Regions from separate parts of the Gossypium raimondii genome. Here region 2 is linked to region 1. The links are chromatin contacts, called in public Hi-C maps. All regions are on one chromosome and are shown on one strand. Each heading gives the region's core, a stretch centred on a gene start, on an enhancer-like site or on the middle of the called end of the contact. The rest is flanking DNA. Distances are from core to core; before and after follow the strand shown.

What was found. Hi-C and Micro-C count contacts between places; a contact is called where the count stands out from the background.
Region 2: a contact with region 1 is called in a Hi-C map of leaf, with 5 times the contacts expected there. The contact joins two enhancer-like sites. A contact is called at or near these places in 2 of 2 Hi-C or Micro-C datasets (both in leaf).

Annotation. Positions count from the first base shown.
Region 1 is chr3:32,864,553-32,871,194 of ASM2569854v1, forward strand. No RefSeq gene overlaps it. Among protein-coding and RNA genes, the nearest start is that of LOC105794096, 7.5 kb to the right of the region's middle. Within about 2 kb of position 2,534, the one cell type or tissue checked has open chromatin away from gene starts, as enhancers often do. A contact at or near this core is called in leaf, where this site is marked.
Region 2 is chr3:33,028,963-33,035,700 of ASM2569854v1, forward strand. No RefSeq gene overlaps it. Among protein-coding and RNA genes, the nearest start is that of LOC105795827, 15 kb to the left of the region's middle. Within about 2 kb of position 2,784, the one cell type or tissue checked has open chromatin away from gene starts, as enhancers often do. A contact at or near this core is called in leaf, where this site is marked.

The DNA.
Region 1 (6,642 bases), core at 1,284-3,783:
ATTCAACTAGTTCTTTTAGCTCGGTTCAACTAGTACGTACCAATTCATGGGTCAACTAAAACCGGACTAATACCCAGTAATTCTCAATCCAACTAGTCTGGTCCAGTTTACATAAGATGAATTTTGGATTTTTTAATATATATTTAAAATAGTTTTTTAAATTTTAAAGAGTTATTATTTTTAATTTTAAAAAATAAATTTTAAAGTTTATGTTTTATTTAAAATATGAAAAAAATTTTAAAATTTTTATGTACTTTTAATGGGTAAGGACTAAATTGACAAAAAAACTATAAATATTGAGGGCTAAAACTTTATTTTAACTTTGAAACTATTAACTTCAAAGGAAAAAGTAGACGGAGGGACAAAGATTTTAAATAAAAAAGTACAGAACTCAATGTCTCAAAATTAAAGTATATGGACTAAATTTTAAATTTCAAAAAAATACAAGGACCTTTGCCATATTTAAATCTTTTAATAAATAATTCTCATAAACAATAAATTTTTGGCTTAATGGATACTTTAGTTTTAAAAGTATCGTTTTTCTCCTTTGATCCTTAAAGATTTTTTGCCACTTTAGTACCTAATATTTTCTACTGTTCATCGTTTAACTCTTTGAATGTTAAAAAATGGTTGAAAAATCCAACTAATCATAAATTGCCACAAGTTAGATGATGACATCACAATGACATAAAAATTTTAATTTTTTAAAATTAAAAAATTATAAAATTATTAAAAACTATAAAATTTTAAAAATTTAAATTTATAAAGAATTTGTGATATATAGAAGCATGAGTTTGAAAGAACTTTTGAACTGACGAGAATCTTCTTTATTTTTCATCATATTACTAAACCGACATTTAAAATAATTATAATATTTAATTTAGAATTATTAGTTATAAATGTTGATGAAATAGAAGTTATGATAATTATACAATTAAAATAATTATAATTTAATGAAAATTGTGATAATTACACATTTAAAAATAATTGTAATTTAATTTACTATTAGTATTAGTATTTAAAAGAAATTTGATATAAATAAAATTTTGAAAATTTTAAAATAGAATTATTACTTGAATAGGACTCTAAGCATAAAATTTTAAAAAGTTGTAATAATTATAATTATAATTTAAAATTATTAGTTAGAAATAATTATAATTTAATTTTGATTTTATTATAAAAGATTATTTTTAAAAAAAGTTGTGCTAATTTTATTTATGTAAATTAAAGTTATTAATCAAATATAATTCTAAGTATCTTAATTATCAATAGTTAGTTCATCTTGAATTCTAAGTATCTTAATTATTTTGAATTTTTGAAAATTATTTTGACTTTTTTTTTGTATTTTTTGTTGAGAGACCAATTTGCTTATTTTCAAAATTGACAGGGACCAAAAGGGTATTTACATCAATTTTTTGTTTGAATTATTCGAGTTATTCAAATTGTAAAATTCAACTCGACTTGACTTGAAACACGAATTACTTATTTAAGTTGACTCGAATAACTTGAATAACTCGATTCAATTAACTTGAAATTCGATTTTTTTCAAATTGAATCGAATTTTGTTCACCTCTACTTCAAGATGGGCTATCATACTACCACAATATCAATAAGAATCACATTTGGTATATGTACTTTCATAAAATATCAAATGTAGTTCATGTACTTTGAAAATGCCTAATGTAGTACTTGAACTATCAATCATGCATTATTATGATATTTAGAATTATCATCGTTAATAAATGCTAAACCAATCAGGAAAATTGGACATGTGTTTTTTTTCCAAATAACCAATTTCACTTGAATAATATATCAGTATGTGAAAACGAAATAAAAATAAAATGAAAAAAACCCTAGTAATAAAGAAGTAGAGTTAAGTTAAAGTGAAAGGTAAAATAAAAATAAAAATTAAAGAGTTTCGTGAAGTTCATCATGAAAAGTAAAGGAATTAAGCAATTCATTATGAAAACATTTCTTCTTCTCCAGATAACAACACCAGTTTTGTGAATCCTTAAATGTTTGCTTGAGATTTTTCTTAGAGGAAATTTGAAAAGCAAAATTTAGGAATAGGTTTGGGCTTACAATTCTTATTTCTTAACTCAAAATTTCTCCTTTTTCTTTTGTAATTTCCAAAATTTTTACAAGCCGAAATTTTCTAAATTTGATTTACGATTTGGTTGGTGTACTTAAGGTATTATTTGTTCGATTTGGTGTTTTTTTTCATTGAAAATTTTGGTGCCAAAAATAATATTTTATATTTTAACAGGTTTGAGTCTTGGCAAAATTAATCTCTTGCTTGCTTTTTTTTTTTTTATGTTGAATGGAGGTTGAATAACTTGTTTTTCGCTTATTATAAGATTATGTTATTTTGTTTTTTAATTTTTTTATTCATCTTAAGCTAAGAAAAAAAGTGAAATTTTTAAAAGAAAATTTGAAGAGAATCAAGATCAAAATTTAGAATAAAATTGGCAAAATAAGCTCGAGTCCAAACGCCTATAATACAAGCAACTTGGCCCAATTCAAGACCCATGATGAAGATGGACTTCATTTCCATCAAGGTCCAATCATGATATTCAAGTCCAAGTAGTTGAAGTCAAACTATTCATTCAAAACTTTATTTTACACATAAATTTCGAGTCAAAAGTGGACTTGAAAATATGAAGTCAATTTTTATTGATAACTTCAAAAAGAGGTTACAATATCTGGATTTCTTTACAAAGAAAGCTCATTTAATTGTTCTCTCTAGTTTGACTTTGGTCCAAGAGTCATTTGACTTGTTGGATGAATGCTGATTGCTTAGTGTTGTGTTGACTTGCTTTTAAAACAAGTTTGGACCTCCTTTCTTCAATTGATTTGGATCGAAATGTGGCTTTCTTCAAAAACAACTTTTGACTTCTTTTCCACGGTTAAACTAGATTAAAAGGCAACTTTTTTCAGAATGGTATGGTGTTTTTTTAGAATTTCTTCAAGTTCTTCGGCTTCTTCAAAGATTTCTACTAAGATCTTTAGGGCTTCTTGAACTTGTGTATCTGTATAATAGCTTGGGTGACCCCTTTTTATAGTGTCAATTACTTGAATATAATAGAGTTCTTGTAGAATTTAATTACTTCATTTGATCCAATCATAAGTAAAAGAGAGTTCTTATAAAATATAATTGTTCTATTTGATTGTTCTACAAGAACTTAAATTTATTTATTTATTATTTGATATTATCACTTAATTCTTTTATTTTTAATTAGTGGCGATACATAAATTTATTATTTATCTCTTAATTAATTTAAATTAATTAAAGAAAAAATTGTGACATAAATATGATGTCATCATTTTTACTATGATAACTTCAACTTTGACCCATGTAATTAGAGCTAGCAAACTATTGGGATCAAGTGAGCTTGGATTAGGTATACTTCGAACTCGAATTTTCTCAAGCTCGAGCCCTTTCAAACTCGGATTTTTTTGCACTTCGATTTTTTCGAATTTGGGCTCAGATCAAGCTGGGCGGATTTTGACAGATTCAGATAATTTTGAATTTTCTAAGTTATAAATATTTTAATTTTGAATGTAATAATTCATTTTACTTTTATACAATGACAACACAATTCAAATTTGTCGTATAAAAAAACATAAATTATATACTCCATGGCCTTGAAATAGTTTGGCAGAAGGGATACACCAAGGTGATAATTGAATCTGACAATAAAAGTCTAATGGATATGCTAACATATGCTTCAGTAGGGTCATAATCAACAACTTTAGTCTAAAGAATAAAGGAGGAATGTAGGCGCAACTGGATTGTCAAAATCTAACATGTCTTCCGTGAAATAAATAAAATGGTTGATTGCATAGCCAAGTCTTGTTCTAGAAATAAATACGAACCGAAAATTATTGATTTCCCCATGTTTGGTGTTAGGCAACTCCTTTTAGAGGATAAAACAGGGGATTTTCATGTAAGAAAGATTAGATCTTAAAGGTTGTTATATGCCTTCCTTACTTACCAAAAAAAAGAAGTTATATTAATTATTATTATATATTATAATTCATGTTACTTTTATACTATATCTTTTATTATATTCTATAATATAATAGTAGTTAATTATATATTAATTATTATCATATATTAAGTTTATTATTGTACTGGTTGAAATATGCTCTAAGTCCCTATACTTTTCATACATTTGAAAGTTAGCCCTCCTACTATATTATATAATGTTATATCATATCATATAATATTTTAGTATTTTATATATATGTATCGATGATTAAACATTATAATATCAAGTAATAATGCAACTTTTATTATAATCTATATTATAATAATCGTAATATATGTATTAATATTTTATTAATATTAATTGTTTACATATGCATCAATGATTAAACATTATAATATCATGTAATACTATAAAATTTATTATAATCTATATTGTAATAATAGTTATATATAATAGTAGTACATTATATGTTAATTATTATATATTATTGTTTATTATTATAGTAGTTCAAATATGCTTTAAGTCATTATGCTTTTCTAATATTATTATAATATCAAGGAATATGTAATATCTAGTGATGCTTCTCTGAGCGGATTGGGTTGTGTGTTAATGCAAAATGACAAGGTGATCGCTTATGCATCCCGACAATTGAAGCCGTACGAACACAATTATCTGACTCATGGTTTAGAGCCACATGTCATGGTATTTGCTCTAAAAATCTAGATGTACTATCTGTATGGTGAAAATTGTTACATCTATACAGATCATAAAAGTCTCATATATCTCTTCACCTAAAAGGTGTTAAATTTGAGTCAGTGTCACTAGATTGAAGTGTTGAAAGATTATGATTGCGTAATTGATTATCATCTCGGGAAAGCTAATGTAGTAGCTAATGCCTTGAGCTATGAAATATTAGTCGAATTGAGATCAATGTTTTCTCATTTAAATGTGTGGTGATGGCGACTTGTTAGTTGAGTTGAAAGTAAAATTTAGGTTGATTGATCAGATTAGAGAGACACAACTTCCGGATGCTAAGCTAGTTGAGAAGAGAAAGCTTGTTTAGCAAGGCGATGGAAAGAATTTCAACATCGATAAAAATAATTCTCTTTGATTTCATAATTGAATTTGTGTACCTGACAATGTTGAATTGAAGCAATTGATTTTATGTGAAGCTCATGATGATCCATTTGCTATGCATCCTAGTGGTGCAAAAATGTATCGTGACTTACGAGAATCGTGTTGGTAGTCAGGTATGCAAAAGGAAATCATTGAATATGTTGCAAAATGTTTGACTTGCCAACAAGTGAAAGCTAAACATCAAGATCCCTTTGGGTTGTTGCAACCTATTTCAATTCCCGAGTAGAAATGGGAATGAATCTCTTTGGATTTCATTGTTAGTCTACCAACTTTGCCGAATGATCACGCTTTAGCGTACATGCACCAAGGCTTAAAATAAAGCAATTAAATAAAGATTTAAATTTACAACGAAATACTGGAAGTAGTCCGAGGATCGTACTTAGGGGATTGCTAAAGTTGGTGAAAACTGTTACTAAATTAACTATCCGAAAACAAGCACTAGTCTAATCGAATTACAAATTAGTAGTGCAAATCCATGATTGTATTGAACTAAAGCTAGCTAAGCTAAAACTAATTTTAACTTACTAATTACTAATGAATTATTATTTCCCAATTAAACTATGCACAAGACGATTAATTAATTTGTAACACCCTACTATTCGACCCGATCGTTGGGTTCGAGTTACAAGATGTCACATTCTTTTCCAGAGCAACACGGTTAAAGTACAAACAATTCATAGCAGTCAATAATTAAAATTCAGTTAAAACATACATTCGGCATGAAATAGAGTCAATTTTGAGTCTTACACGAGCTTACGTAAGCTCTAAAGCTAACCCGAGATAAAAATAGGACTTAATTGTAAATAATTCAAAATGCAGGATCGACGTCGTGACGTCCATCTTCCACTTTTCTACCCAACCAAACATACCCTAAATTCTTGAGCACCTAAGTTCAAGTTTCTAAGAAAGTGATTTTTTTATTTTATATTAAAAATAAATTACCTATATAATCCTACTAATATATTACTTTTATTATATAAATATTACTTATTTGTATTTTTCAACTAATTTCAAGTAGGATTAATTGATGACATTATGTTAAAAGTTACTATACCATAGATAACACTCAATATATTAATAACATTATTGTACAATTTGGTATTCATATAAACAGTTTAATTTTAAATTTTAAGTTTTCACTTTTTGTTTCTTTTAAGTAAAAGTAAAATTCATTATAATGAACATTTAAAAGAAAAATTCTAATACAAAAGATTTTGAATTTATTTCGAGACTTGCTCAAGCTCAAAAATAATTAAAATTTGAGAAAGCTAATATCGAAAATTAACCAAATCCAAAACATCTTTAAGTCAATAATTTAAATTTATCCAAACACGAAATTATCCACTTTCGAATGAATATGAGCTCTAAATAATTTAAATTCAAAACCATTCATGCAGATCCACTCATTTACCTCCTATATGCGAATATGACAATGATCTTGACGAACCAATCTCTATGTTTAGCAATAATTGAAATTTCTAGTATTTTAGAAAATGACAATAGACAAGAAAAG
Region 2 (6,738 bases), core at 1,534-4,033, 160 kb after region 1:
TAAATAGTAACATTTAACACAATTAATAATACTCAAGTGACATAATCTTTAATTTCCTCTTTACTTACTTCCTTACTTGTTCTCTTGCTTGTTTACTTAGATAACTCATAATTATGACTTACTTTTCTCTTGCTGAAACGTTTATTTTCAATGGGTAACATAATATACTCTTAAATCTTATAACTCACTTGAACTTGCCATTTATGCTTTGAACTGAACTTTCATGAACATAAGTTATTTACTAGCCCATTGAGCCACATTGGAACAATAAGGATACTTGGGTCTCTTTCTAATAATAACATGCCAAAGCCATGTCCCAAACATGGTCTTACATGGGATGTTTTATATACTACCAATGTCATATCCCAGATATGGTCTTACATGGGAGTTCTCATATCGGTTCCCATGCCATGTCCCAAACATGGTCTTACGGGGGACCTCTCATCTCGGTGTCAATGCCATGTCCCAGACATGGTCTTACATAGGACCTCTCGTCTCGGTGCCAACGCCATGTCCCAGACATGGTCTTACATGGGACCTCTCATGATCTCAAGGATGCCAATGCCATGTCCTAGACATGGTCTTACATGGGATCTCTTTACCAAAATGTCATGACATTTGTATCCAATACCTTCCTTATGTTTCAACGGGACTTTTTAATATCAATTCTCTATAGTCTCATACTTGAGTCAACATTAAATAAATTCATAAAATAAATACATAATTACTGGAAAATAGCAGCATTAATAATAATTATTAAAATATTACATTTATTTACCGTAAACTTACCTCGGTACCAAATATAGTCAAATCTACCACTTAGTCTTCAATCTTATTCTTTCCTCAATCTAACCAAGAATTCCGTTCTTCTTGATCTATAATAGCAAATTTAACTTATTTAATACTCACATTCATTAAAATAGCCCTTGATTCTAACTTTGGTAAAATTACAATTTTGCTCCTAAACTTTTACATAATTACACTTTTACCCCAAAGCTCGGAAATTAAACTTCATCTCTTATTCTTATGTTTTACAACATGCTGAACATTTTTCTCTTCTATGACAACATCAAATTTTCACTCTAACATCTACTTATGAACATTAGGTATTTTACCGATTATGGAGTTTTACTCGTTTTCGCTTAAAATCGACTAGCAAAAGTTGTTTAACATAATTTCTAGCTTCATATTATACCTTAAAATATCAAAATAAACACTTTTCACCTATGGGTATTATTCCAAATATAAACCCTAGGTAAAATTATTGCTAGAATAAGCTAAATTAAGCTACCGAGATCTCAAAAACGTAAAGAACATTAAAAACAGGGCTTGGAGTCACTTACTATGAGCTTGAGAAAGCGTGAAAACCCTAGCTATGGTGTCCTTCAAATTTTGGCAGCAATATTTTTTGGAGAAGATGATATTTTTGCCATCTTTTTCCCTTTTTATTCTTTTTATTATTCAATGACTAAAATACCATTCATTAAAACTTTAGTTATTTTTATCTATGCATGCCTATTTTTGTCCATGGAAATTTTATGGTCTAATTCTATTTAAGGACCTCTACTTTGATTATGCACTTCAAATAAATCCTTTATCATCTAAAACTCATATTTACCCACTTTTGCAATTAAGTCCTAATAGGCAATTTAGGCATGCAATCAATAAAATTTCTTATCAATACTCTAGTACTTATATCTAATCACTCGATAAATCATAAAAATTAATAATAATTTTCTCTTTAAATTGGATTTGTGGTTATGAAACCACTATTCCGATAACCTTAAATTTGGGTCATTACAAAGTAGATCCACTATCTCTAATCCCAATTCAATAAGTTATTCAAGTCCTATCACACCATGATATAGTGTGCTTCATATTTTCTAATCGACGTCCCGATGATGCGAAGAATGGCGTCCCAATAAGGGACATACGATTTCCCAATTCAACCGGATTTTCTTCTCCTAGTTAAACTCTGATTATTTAACCTATAAAAGGGGTTGTTGTAACCTAGATTAATTATCTTCATCATCTTTGAGATTCAGAGAGTTTTGTGAGTTTTAGGGAATTTCTGGTTTTAGCCAGAGTGCCTTGTTCTTTCGGGGTTTAGGGTTTTTATTGAGATTATTTTCATCTTGTACTCTTTCGATTTTGCTAATTTAGTGAAGTCTTTTTTGCTTGTGGTTTTTTATTTTCTTCGGAGGAATTTTTCAACCTAAATATTTGTATGTTTGATCTTCTCACTTATAATTTTATTTTCTTGTTGCATACATGAGTCGATCCCCAACAAATTTCAAGATTTGCTAACATACTAGACCAATTACCCTATTGACCAACAGTTAAAATAGTAAGATAAAATATAATGGTAAAGACCAATATAGAGTAGACCGCTAGGGATGTGACTTCAATGCTATCCTAATTCAAATCTCTACAATCCAAAAGATTCGATTGCTTGATTCGATATTATCTAATCTCTTAATTAAGTATAATTAAATTTATATACCCAAAATAGTAAACTTGTAAATAAATTAAGGATAACTGATAAAAAGTTCAAATACAAAGCTTATAAAAAAAATCATTCATTTAATTTAGTTAAAAGAAGTGTAAATTTAAATTTAGGTTATTGTAGTCCACATTGTTTATCCTGCAACGGCAACTACATTTGTATACATATATACCATCTTATTTTATTTTATATATTATGGCAAGAGAAGGGGAGACCACCGACAGTGGAAAAAGTTAGAAGAATAAATTTCCAACCAACCAGAGCTAAAGGCACCTCAAACACAGCTATTTTTCTCGCTTAAATTTATATTAAAATCTGAGTTAGTTGGGAAAACAATAATATCCAAACCCATGCATGCCCATCTCTTTTAATTAACCCAATTCTCTCTCCATTACTTTCTTTCCTTTCCTTTTCTTCACTTACCATTCTGCTTAGCTTCTTCTTCGCTTTTCTTTTCAAATTTCATCAAATCTTCTATTTTTTCTCTTATTATTTGGTATGTTGGTACGACGCTATTTAAACGAGAAACAAAAATATAGTTTGAGATCAACATAAAGTTTTGCTTGGAATTAGGAAAGCCTTTCCTATCACATGAAGTTGATTGAGACACGGGGTTACTTGCTTTATATATATAATCTAAAAATATTATTTAATTATTTCAAAATGCATAAAAAAGGCCCTCAAACTTTTTCAAAAAAACAAATAAGCCCCTGCTTTTTTTCACTCAATTGGGTGCTTGAACTACCAAAATCCATCAAAAAGGCCCTTTGACCGTAAAAGTTAATCGCCCCTAATTTTTTTCAGTTAAAGCCACCATATGCCACAGTCATGGCGTGACATGTGACAAAAATGATAAAATAAAAATAAATAAAAATTATTAAATTTTAATAAAAAATATTAAAAATTGTAAAATTTTATAAAATTGTAAAAATATATAAAACATATAGAAATATAGGAGAAAAAATTATAAAAAAATGTAAAGAAATATAAAATTTATAAAAAAAACTATAAAAATTATTCTACCAAAAGAAGCATTTTATAATTTTTCTATAATTTTTCTATAACTTTTATTAATTTTTATTTTTTATCATTTTTCGCCACATGTCACGTTGTGTTACAACACGTGATGGCTTTAACTAAAAAAAACTGGGGGTCATTAACTTTAACGGCCAACGGTTAAAGGGCCTTTTTTATGCATTTTATAATTTTTTTATGATTTTTTTTAAAATTTTACAATTTTTATAATATTTTTACGATTTTTATATTTTTTTCTAATTTTTAGTAAAATTTAAATATTTTTACATTTTTATTAAAATTTAATAAATTTTATAACTTTTATATATTTTTATTTTTTATAATTTTTTTCTACATGTCACGTCGTGGTTGTGAAATGAGGTGTCTTTAATTGAAAAAAATTAGGAGAAGTTAACTTTAACGATCAACCGTTAAAGTTAACGATCAAAGAGCCTTTTTGATGATGCATTTGACAATTCAAGTACCCAATTGAGTGAGAAAAAAGTAGGGGCTTAATTGTTTTTTCTTTTTGAAAAAGTTTGAAGGCTTTTTTATGCATTTTGATAGTTCAAGTACCCAATTGAGTGCAAAAAAGGCAAGGACTTAATTGCTTTTTTTGAAAAAGTTTGAGGGTCTTTTTGATGCATTTTAAAAGTTCAAGTACCCAATTGAGTGCAAAAAAAAAAGCAAGGGCTTAATTGCTTTTTTTGAAAAATTTTGAGGGTTTTTTACATACTTAAATCTTCAATTAAAGAGTAAATGATATTCTTTGACTAGCATTGAATGAATTATGAGAAAAGATCGGTCGCAGATCATTTGTCAGGGATGAATGAGTATCATTACTATTACTATTTGTTAGCAATGGTCTTTTCACCATGAAATATGCAATGATGACTATGAGATAAGATATGATCGAATTGGGTGAAAGAATTTAACTTAAAGAAATTAAGGATATCTTATGTGGGTAACACATAAATGACAAGGCAATGGAACAAAAGCAGAAAATCTAAGTTGCTTTTATAATGGAATTTAATGAGGAGATCAATCATGTACTTGTAAAAATAGAATGTCGATAATGACAAGAAAAAAATAAAAATAGAACCTAAACCTTAATCTGAAAAATAAATCATATTAATACATATTATGAAATATATATATATATATATATATATATATATATATTCAATGGTATTGTAAAAAAGAAACCATCGTTTTTGCAATTTAATTTTGAAACATTGATTGCAGGTGAAAGAAGAAAACTTCCAAGTTACTCATGCTGAATGCAGATAATTGCTTAAAAAATCGTGTTAGGAAGTGCTGCCATTGACCAAATTATGAAAAGTGTGACAATCATTTTCATATATTAATTGTTTGTTGATAGGAATTTAATTAATGTAGAAAAAACCTTGTGACAAGAAACAAATATGTATCCAACAAAGTAAAAATGAAAACTCTTTCTTTTCTATTACTCATTTTGATTCCATTATTGGAGTCGGTGGTAACTGAGAAGAAACACTCCCTTCCCTATGAACACAAGTTACAATTTAATTTCTGTCAAAAAAAAATACAATTTAATCTAGCTCTAGAAATCTTAATCAAAACCATAAAACTCAAAATGCTCACACTTGTAAAAGAACTTAACTTAAGATGAGGGAAGAAGAAAGAAAAAAATATAAAGTAAAAAGAATATATGTAAAGAAAATAATATTTTATCTTTTTGTCACATGGTAATTTTTAATTGGTTATCTTTTTTTAAAATAGACTTAATGGTTTGACTCATAATTAAGGTAAGTACAACTTGAGGAAAAAGTAGTTTAGGTACTATTTATGACAAAAAAATATTTAGATACCAAAATAGAAAAATGGAATCGTTTAAGTACCAATTTGTAGGTTAAACTTTTCTTTTTTAAAATAGACTTAACCTTTTACTAAAGGTTGGAGTCATGGAGATACCAACTTCGAAAAAATAGTTTAGGTATCATTTGTGACAAAAAAGTTAAAAGTATCAAAATGATAAAATGATTTAATTGAAGTACCAATTTGTGAGTTAAGCCTTGATTATATGATGTAAAACTATACTGTACATTGAATATGGTGAAAATGCTTTAACTATGATTTGCAAATATTTATTAGGGTAAACTAATTAGTTAGACAACCAACTTTTAAGACGCTTTCATTTTAGTCAACCTAAATAAAATCCTTTCAATTTGGTCACCAACTATTAGGGCACTTTCATTTTAGTCATCCAAGCATTAAAACTCTAATGAGGCGGTTAATTGTATATGTCACATCAGATTTGCACTTTCATTTGGTAACCTAACTTTTAAGTTGCTTTCATTTTAGTCACTTAAAAAACATCTTTCTTAAGTATTGATTGTTGTAAAAAAAAAAACAACGGTTAAAGTGAAAAGAGGTAGAAACTAAAAAATACATCAAATTGTCAAATTGTACTTGTTTATCCCATTTCAGTAAATTTTAATTTTTTTAATATTGAAAATTTAAATATCAAAAATAAATTGAATAAATTGTTGAAATTTTTATCTATTAATGATGTCAACCGATTTGTTACTATAATATTAAAATTAATTAATTTAATATACTTTTAAATTTTAAAATTTTATTTCACATTTCTAGATTATCTTTAATGAAACCAACTCAAATAACTCATATTTGATAATTATCTACTAAACTTAAACTTCTTTTGATTATATAATCTTGAATCTTCCATGCTAAGCTAAAAGTAAAGGAAAAGAACCTTGCAATTAATTAAATTACTTGTTCTTCGTTTGGGTAAAGAAGCAATGAAAAATTTTAAGTTTGTTTGGAATGGAAGATAAAATTAATTAATTTTATTAATTGCAATGATTTTACTTTACTTTTAGCTTAGCATGAAAGATTCAATATCATTTAATAATAATAAAAACTTGGGTTTCGTGGATAACTATGATAGATTAATTTTCTTTCATAATTTTTAAAATAATTTCAATACATCAAAATAAATTAGATAAACTGTTAAAAAATTTATCCATTGGTAATGTCAATCGATTTGTTACTATAATTTTGAATCTAAAAGTTTAAAATTAATATTTCAAAACACAAATTTAAAATTTTCAGCAATAAGATAAACAAATACAATTTGACATTTTTTCTGTATTATTTTAGTTTTTACCAATTTTTCATGTTGATCTTTGATTTTTTACCCTAATCAATACTCAAGA